3 separate regions of the Mus musculus genome follow, and regions 1 and 3 are each linked to region 2. The links are chromatin contacts, called in public HiChIP or PLAC-seq maps. All regions are on one chromosome and are shown on one strand. The core of a region is the stretch at or near the end of the contact, and the rest is flanking DNA. Distances in the headings are between cores, read along the strand shown. Region 1 has its middle 47 kb from the start of Slc19a3. Region 2 overlaps Gm34286 (a long non-coding RNA gene). Region 3 has its middle 66 kb from the start of Slc19a3.

Evidence for each region. HiChIP or PLAC-seq counts read pairs in DNA pulled down with a chosen protein or histone mark.
Region 1: an H3K4me3 HiChIP or PLAC-seq map of intestinal villus epithelium shows a contact between it and region 2, with 13 read pairs. The contact joins two enhancer-like sites. A contact is called at or near these places in 2 of 39 promoter capture datasets (the C10 cell line and embryonic stem cells), 7 of 15 datasets of contacts at CTCF or cohesin (CD8 T cells, the G1E-ER4 cell line, embryonic stem cells and 3 more), 64 of 484 Hi-C or Micro-C datasets (B cells, the Ba/F3 cell line, the C10 cell line and 25 more), 18 of 115 datasets of contacts at active chromatin or transcription factors (CD4 single positive thymocytes, CD8 T cells, T-cell acute lymphoblastic leukemia and 12 more) and 4 of 9 other capture datasets (adipose tissue, embryonic tail, liver and 1 more).
Region 3: an H3K27ac HiChIP or PLAC-seq map of extraembryonic endoderm stem cells shows a contact between it and region 2. The contact joins two enhancer-like sites. A contact is called at or near these places in 2 of 39 promoter capture datasets (the C10 cell line and embryonic stem cells), 8 of 15 datasets of contacts at CTCF or cohesin (CD8 T cells, the G1E-ER4 cell line, the NIH/3T3 cell line and 4 more), 67 of 484 Hi-C or Micro-C datasets (8-cell embryo, B cells, the Ba/F3 cell line and 26 more), 22 of 115 datasets of contacts at active chromatin or transcription factors (CD4 T cells, CD4 single positive thymocytes, CD8 T cells and 13 more) and 2 of 9 other capture datasets (embryonic stem cells and embryonic tail).

Annotation. Positions count from the first base shown.
Region 1 is chr1:82,990,499-82,993,198 of GRCm38.p6, forward strand. No RefSeq gene overlaps it. Among named protein-coding and RNA genes, the nearest start is that of Slc19a3, 47 kb to the right of the region's middle. Within about 2 kb of position 1,298, at least 13 of the 459 cell types and tissues checked have an H3K27ac peak or open chromatin away from gene starts, as enhancers often do. A contact at or near this core is called in intestinal crypt epithelium and intestinal villus epithelium, where this site is marked.
Region 2 is chr1:82,814,770-82,817,469 of GRCm38.p6, forward strand. Gm34286 (a long non-coding RNA gene) reads left to right here. Exons shown (of 3, transcript XR_001779016.2): 2 at 104-538; 3 at 1,141-2,695. Among named protein-coding and RNA genes, the nearest start is that of Gm34286, 7.1 kb to the left of the region's middle. Within about 2 kb of position 1,397, at least 54 of the 459 cell types and tissues checked have an H3K27ac peak or open chromatin away from gene starts, as enhancers often do. A contact at or near this core is called in extraembryonic endoderm stem cells, intestinal crypt epithelium, intestinal villus epithelium and 1 more, where this site is marked.
Region 3 is chr1:82,971,005-82,973,704 of GRCm38.p6, forward strand. No RefSeq gene overlaps it. Among named protein-coding and RNA genes, the nearest start is that of Slc19a3, 66 kb to the right of the region's middle. Within about 2 kb of position 1,262, at least 58 of the 459 cell types and tissues checked have an H3K27ac peak or open chromatin away from gene starts, as enhancers often do. A contact at or near this core is called in extraembryonic endoderm stem cells and pancreatic cancer cells, where this site is marked.

The DNA of each region.
Region 1 (2,700 bases), core at 48-2,547, 180 kb after region 2:
AAGGTAAATAAAAAGATAATTTACTCTCCCAGCTGTGTCTCACGGTGGTGAGGGAAGCACAGCTGCTCTTAGCTTCAGTGGTCTCAAAGCAGGAACACAGAAGCTGTACACAGAGGGAGAACAGAGTGTCAACTGGCAAGGAAAGAGGCTCATCCTGTGAGTCTAGGATTCTGGCCTTGACCTTCCCACGTCAGGAGGCTGCCACCATCAGCCACAATGTCAGCATTTCTGTTTCCCGGATAGACCCTGGCAATCACACCTGTCTTAAGCCTCCACAGAGCAGAGGGACCCAGAGTGCATTGCTTACTCTACAGTTAGGAGAGATCAAATCAGAGCTCCACATTTCAGATTAGTGAAACCTCTTCCTCTCCATGGGTTGGTGGAGGAAACTGTTACTGGCTCATGTATGAAATCACTGCTTTCCTGCCCACAGCTTCCAGGAAAATCTGGTTTTAAATTTTCCCCAATATCCGATTTTGTCAGTGACCAGAAAAAGTCTCACACTCATGGTATATTACTAGCTTTCCACTTTGGCCTCGTGCCTAGGGTCTTTCCAAGGTCATATTTCTTTTCTTTGTACCTTGTAAGAGTCTGCAATGTTCACACACTCAATGTTCTCCTATGACACATTCTTATTAATTCCTTGCTCCAAAGTTGGCTGTGTCCCCACCCTTTGACCCCATTACTTTCCTGTATCGAGGCTCCTTTTCCAGGACTACAAGTACAGTTTAATCACTTAGATCAAAGTACAGTCACCACAGTCCCTTTATTGCATTTGATAATGGCTGGTGGACATTTCTGGTGACGCAGCTCAGGACTTGCTCATGAGACACCTCTTTCAACATAGTGCCAGCAGCTGGCTCCACGCCTGTTACTGCTCTAAAGGTGGTGGGAGGGACCTGGAAAAATGGAGCCAACAAATGAGATGGACTAAAGTCTCACGCAGGAGACAACTTTATTCAAAGCATCAGACAATTTATACTCTGACGGTTAAGAAGAATCCGAAGAGTAATGTGTACAATCACAGGGACAAGTCCTTTGAGGCCCATAAGCCACATCTGGCAGAAAGAGGTTTTAACGAGTAATCTGAAGTAAACTCACTCTTATCCACTGGTTTTGGTCTCTTGTAGAACGTAAGCCCATTTTTGTGTTTAATAGGAATGCAAATGTTATGATATCTTATACAAATAGAAAGTGATTTAAATCTCAAGGAAAAATTAAATGCAGTGCCCTTTCCAGATGAGTGAATGAGTCTATTACAGTCCTAAGGTCCAGTCATAAATTATGAAATCATTAGTAAAGATAACAGGAGCTGGATCCAAGCAATCTACAAGTTGAAGCAAAGGTGGATGGGAAACATAAGACCAATACATGTGTTCAGAGGGACTCGTGACAGATGCCTTAGGTCAGCAGCAGCTAGCGTTGCCAGAAAGAGATTCTCAGGGGGCATGAGGCTCTGTGTACTCTGTAGACTTCTTCCTTGGTACACAGGACCTTAACATAGCCCCAGGTAGGCAGACTTGACTTCTCATGGTATGGTCATCATCTCCCTTTGGCCTTTAGCTGGAGATTTGCTATCTTCCTGGTGACTTCTACTATTTCCTTACCTTCCATCAATGTCTCTGATGGGCAGGGACCAGAGGAGCTGAAGAGGAACCCACAATGCTTCAGTGCGTCATTCTGCAATGACAGTTGCATAACTCTTCCCAATTTTTTTTTCAGGAGAAGTGGAAATGGACAGGTTAATGTGTTACTTGCTTATTTCCTTCTGCAATAAAATCAGGGCAGTTAGAGTGTGTACGAGTGTAGGTCAGTGGACCGTGCAACCAGGCAGAACTGGTAAGGCAGCAGCAAGCTCAGAACCCGGGTAAATCTCATGATTGAGAACGGCAGGAGTTCTCATGAGCTCCCAACCAGGTTCCTCTCCTGGAGCTCATAACCATGACATCCCACTAAGAGGACCATGACAACCGGTTGTATAGCATGAAAACCTAGATTTCTCCATGCTAATGAGCTATCTAGATAGGCCTCCAGTGTTTAGCCAATGAGCTTCCCTTCCTGGGCATCCCTTCCAGTAAAAGGCACTTAATCCTTGATCTATCCTAAGTAAGATGTACGCATCCTCATCTGCCTTGAATAAAACAGTTTGGACAAGCGAGGACTGATCATTCAAGGACGGCTGTAGGGGGAGGCCTTCATCATACAGAGCCTTGCCTAAGTCTTCCAAGTCTCCCACAGAAGGTTCTCTTCTAGTCCCTCCGTATTCCTGGCACTCCCTGGGAGCTAAGCCCGACTCTGTACCTCCCTCCCACACCCCCCCATACCCTGCTCCAATCCAGGCCTCATCGAGAGCCATTCTCAACATCTCATGGTTTCCAGTGGTGTCTGGGTACACAGGAGGGTGGGAAACATGGTCCTAGCAGCGTTTAGGTACACAGGAGTTTGAGAACCACAGCCTTTGTCCCAGCCTCTGCTGTTTTCATGGAAACACGGACTGGGACTCCTATCTTAGACTGTGTTTCACCTTCCCTGAGCAAGATGCAAGCAGCCCAGCACCCCAGTAGTGAGGAAGACACATGAATATGATTCTATTGCTGGAAATAATCCTACAACATAAGTAGAAGTCTAAATGATATTTCAGGGTTACTAATTAATCACAGTGGATGAATCAAAGCAGCCAGTTCTACCTGTTAGGCTAAT
Region 2 (2,700 bases), core at 147-2,646:
ATGTGGTCATCCAAGCTTGTTTTTTCTCATTTCTGTTGTTTTTTTTTTCTCCCCCTTTTCCTGTCCCCACCTTTTTATTTGTTTGTTTGTTTGTTTTTGACAGTGTTCGCACACGCATGAGGAGAGTTGAGTTAACACATCGGGATTATGACGTAAACCACGAGGTGTGTGGACGGTCCCGGGCAAGTGTTATTTCCGTGCTGCTGATTTCTCCTTCGAAGGCTTGCGGTTGAGCTGCTGCTTCGGTAAACTCTGGGAAGAAGAACACGCCGCTCTTCCTAGTGCCTCTGTCATCGGAATGATTTTTTAGGTCCTACTCACCAGATTTCATTGGAAAGGCTCAACATTACTCCCTAGGCTGCCACCTGGGAGGTGACACTGATCCCCCTACCTACTTGGTTCAAGTGGCTTTCTCTCTGTGTTAACCTGTCTGCAGGGCTTGCTCAGGCAAGAGGATCTGAAGAATGCCTAGTTGATGGAAATTCATCCCGCTCAAGGGTACTTAACGATGCTCTTGAAGCATTGGCGCTAGAAACCAGTAAGGGTTTTGTCCTTGCTATTGTTGATATTTTGGTTAATGTATTAGAGACAGTCTCACCATAGAGTCCAAGCTGGCCTCAAACTTGCAATCCTCCTGGTCAGTCTCCTGGGTACTGAACTTAAAGGTGATTACTACCACATCCAGGCAGAGATTACTATTAAAAGGTTGTTTGTTTGTTTGTTTGTTTGTTTGAGACAGGGTTTCTCTGGCTGTCCTGAAACTCAGAAATCCACCTGCCTCTGCCTTCCAAGTGCTGGGATTAAAGGTGTGCGCCACCACTGGCTGTTTTGTTCCCCCCCCCCCTTTATTTTTTCTATTAAAAGTAAAACCCAATGCTCACCTCACCTTCTGGAACCCTATGCTGTACACAGACCTCTCCCTCAGGATCTTCTCCCTGTGTGTTTCCTAATCGCTTGACTTGTTTCTTCTGCCTGAGACATTTCTTCCTTCCAGGGCCGTGTGGGTTTCAAACCCTGCCTCCTCCTTCCCAGAGTCTCTCCTTTCCTTATCCTTCTAGAGCAGAGGAAATTGGATTTCTCACATCATCTCACTGCCTTGTGACATTTAAGATCATTTACATTCCCTTCCTGCCCCCACAGAAAACCCTTTGGGACAAGAACTGCATCTGGTGACTCCTTCCATTCCCCAACACCACATGGCATTGGACTTTGCACACCGAGTTCGGCAGATAACACGTTAAATAAATGACCCATTAGACATCACGTCTCTGCCTGCTATTTACTCTGCCCCTGAGTGTGCCCATCTGGAGTGTGAGATAATGCCGTTAAGCTGCCCCTCCGGCCCCATCAGCAGCCCCAGGTGAGGAAAGGCAAAGGCCAGTTTCAGATCAACCCCCTGAGCTGATGTCGCAATCTTCCCTCGGCAAACACACGTCAGCATTTCTGCTTCCATATCTCTTCCTACGTATCTGCAGAAAACAGACTCCTTAAGAGAATGGCTGGTTGTTGAAATGGGAACCATTACTGAAGGCACAGCCGTGGTCTTTCTTTCCTCCTCTCTCTTTTGTTGTAAAACCCACCGACAAGTGTTTTCACAATTAGAAATAAAGACAGAGAGAGAGACAGAGAGAGAGAGAGAGAGAGAAAGAGAGAGAGAGGAGAAAGAAAAGGAATGACATCACCTAGCCCTACCCTCTTTTGTAGGGAGCACCGCCAGACAGATAAATGGCATTATCTCAAACCTTAAAGCACTGGCTGGACATGATCCTCAAGAATGGGGAGGTCCTTACAATGGTTGAGCTTTGCTGAGAATGAAGCCACGGACATGAGTTTTAGAGCTATGTCTTCACATGTATTATCAAAAGTATGCATGTGAAGCCAGGCGTGGTGGTGCATGCCTTTAATCCCAGCACTGGGGAGGCAGAGGCAGGCGGATTTCTGAGTTCGAGGCCAGCCTGGTCTACAAAGTGAGTGCCAGGACAGCCAGGGCTACACAGAGAAACCCTGTCTCAAAAAACCAAAAAAAAAAAAAAAAAAAAAAAAAGTATGCATGTGATTAACTTAACAATGCCACTGTGATTCCCAACTGCATCCAAATCTGCCCCAGAGTTCCTGATGGCTGTGAGCTTCCTAGATTTTTTAAAAATTCGCTTTACATCCCGATCACAGATGCCCTGCCTTCTCTCTTTCCAGTCCCACCCTTACAAATCCCTCCTCCCATTGGCCCTTTCCTTTCACAGAAGGGGAAGTCCCTCTTGGGTACCACTTCATCCTGGGGCATCTAGTCCCAGCAGGACTAGGCACATCCTCTCCCACTGAGGTCCAACCAGGCAGCTGAAGTAGGGAAAGGGGGCGGTTAATGGCAGGGAACAGAGACAGAGACAACCCCCACTCCACTTGTTAGGAGACCCATGTGAAAACCAAGCTGCACATCTGCTACAAATGCCTAGGGGGTCTAAGTCCAGGTCTCATTTATGTCCTGATTGGTGAACCAGGCTCTGTGAGCCCCTATGGTCCCAGGTTAGTTGACACTGTGGGTCTTCTTGTGGTGTCCTTGGCCCCTCCTACTTTCTCACTTCTATCCCCCACTCTTCTACAAGACTCCCCCGGGGCTCCACTTGATGTATGGCTCTGGGTCTGCACCTGCGTCCGTCTGCTGTTATATTGTTGAAGAAAATAAATTACATTAAAATAACCTCT
Region 3 (2,700 bases), core at 12-2,511, 160 kb after region 2:
TAGTTGTACCATGTTCTGATCATTCCAGCAGGCAAGGAAAACTGGGGGGAGGGGGGGGCAAAACTAAATGTAGTCAAAATTAGAGTCACATATTATCATTTTAAACTGTTAAATAAGACAGCTTGAAACTTTCCAACACAGCATTGATCAGTAATTGTGAGCATCACACTCCTCCCAACCCCACCCCAGAGTAATCTTAACCAAGTCCTGAGAAAGTGGATGAAAGCAGAAATACAGTTTGATTGTTTCCCGAGGGCAATATTGAACATAGTGAATGCTCTTCAGAGGGACAGGAAGGGTAAGTAAGAATGTCTTGTTGCTTCAGATTTAGCTAGTGAAGAAAGAAACAGTAAATCTCTACATTTCTGCTATGATGCATGCAATTTTACTTGAATATTAAAGGGCCAGCAGAGAACGTCTATTTATTGGAAAATACACAAAAAGTGGGGGGGGGGCGCCATATTTTCTATGGAGAAGCTTTCCAAGGCTATTCCAGAATATTCCAGTCGACTATCACATAGCCCAGTGTGAAGGCTGTCAGAGCCACTCTGGGGGAGTGGGAATTAACATTAGTCTATCTTGTTAAACCAGAGAGCAAATAGTCTTCTAGTTTGCTAACATCCAGGCTCTGATATAAAAGAATAATGGCATGGGCTGGAGAAATGCCTTATCAGTTAAGAATAGTGACTCACTGAATTTTTTTTCCCTTTGTCTGTTGTGACAGTTTGGCTAGGCTGGATCAAACTTGTAATCCTCTGGCCTTAGCTTCCTGAGAGTTGGGCTTATAGCTCTGCTCCAGCACCCTTAATTTACCATACTTGATCCAGCTCTGGGAAGTGTGCATATCTTTCCCTTTTAAGATTTGAAACAGACTAACAGTATTTGGTGTCTCTAAATCCACAGGCTGGAAAGGGGCTAAGGAAGCCCTTTTTTCCCCTTTGTTCCTTCCTTTTGCAGATGGTAAAACTCAGGCTCAAAAATCTGGTGTCAAATAAAAGGAAATCTGGATTTAGAGAGAGGCTTTATTTGAAAGATAGACGGTTGCAATAGGATGAAGACATCAGAGAAATTGACAAGTATTCAAAAATCAAAGGGAAACAGGATTTTCTTTCATGGGGCAAAGGAGGGGCGAGCAGAGATGAGCAGAATCAGCAGAGGAAGCTGGACAATAGAGGGGAAAGGCTTGCTGAGGATGGACAGGAAGCTATTCCACTGTGGCAGCCAGTTGCCAGAAAGAGCTGATAAGCGCACATTCCACAACTGTGTGCTGGCTCAGGGTTGGGACCTCAGAGCTTGAGGGCAGTGAGAAATAGCCTGTCAGGGTTTGGACAACTCTTAACAGAGAGGGTGAATGGGAACCGTGGACCCTTGCTGTCTGTGTAGCACACCAGCGATCTTCAGCCTAGAATTTCCTAATCTGTAGTCTCCTCTCACTCTGATGGTGACTTAGTCTTGTGCCAATTCAGAAAGTCTAGCAAAAATGACGTCCCTCCCCTTGCCTCAGTGTTTCCTTTCGTCTCTGTGACATCGTTTCATGAAATGCCCTCAAGGTCCCTGAAAGGACTGCTCTCAAGAACTCTCTCTGCAGGATTTCTTATTGTGTGTGTGTCAGATCTTTCTCTTCTGTGTTTATTTACTAAGGGATTTCAGCTTCTTTACGGAAAGGTATGTTGGTAAACTTTACAGTCGCCTTGCCTAAACTGGTAATGCTGGCATACAACTGTAATCCCTGAACTTTGGGAGGATGAAATGGGTTGTCATGAGTTCAAGGACAGTTAGGGCTAGAGAGAAAGACCCTCTCAGAAACTAACTGAACCCATGAGATCGCTCAACACTTGCCGTACACTCCTGCTGACCTAAGCTTGAGCTCTGGGAAGAGTTCTGCAATCCCAGTGCTTTTACAGTGAGGTGAGAGGCAGGCAGAGGCAGGAGAATCTCTTTCAAGTTTTTAGACCAGCTAATGTGAAGTAGAGTGTTTGCAGAGTGGCAGGTCTCAAGAAAGACCCTGAGTCAGTAAGGCTGGAGGCAGGAAATGTTTCCTTAAAGGTCCTCTGACTTTTCCATATATGCTGTGCATGTCACACACACATACATGCACACACACAACACCACCACCACCTCTAATAATAATAATAATAATAATAATAATAATAATAATAACAACAGTAACAACAACGATAACAGCGAACAACAACAATGTAAAACAACAAACAAACAAAACAAAAAACCCCATTCATCTTAGTAGGGAAAGTTTTGATAAATTGACTTATAGTTTTACTACACTATCATAAGAATTATGTAAAAACAATGTTTAGTTCCAGTCTAACCCTAACTTTAATATCATGGTTCTCAATCAGGGTTTTTTGTTTGTTTGCATTTTCATTTTCATGGCAATATCTGAAGACACACTTGTCATGACCAGGCACATGCTGGCCTCTAGTGGTTTATAGTGATTGATTGTATGGTTCTTCCTCTCTCAGGACAGCAAACAGCCCTCACAACAAAGCCTTCTCCAGACAGAATGCCAGTGTGTGAGGATAGGAGACACTGACTTCAGTCCTGATCTGACTGGGCACATGTTTGTAGCTATCCAGCACATCCCTAGGACAAACTCATTTTATGACATACACTGTACGTTTACTAATAATGTGCTCCTTGCTCTGAGCTGGGCACGCAATTCGTGACTTTCCTATAGTTCTG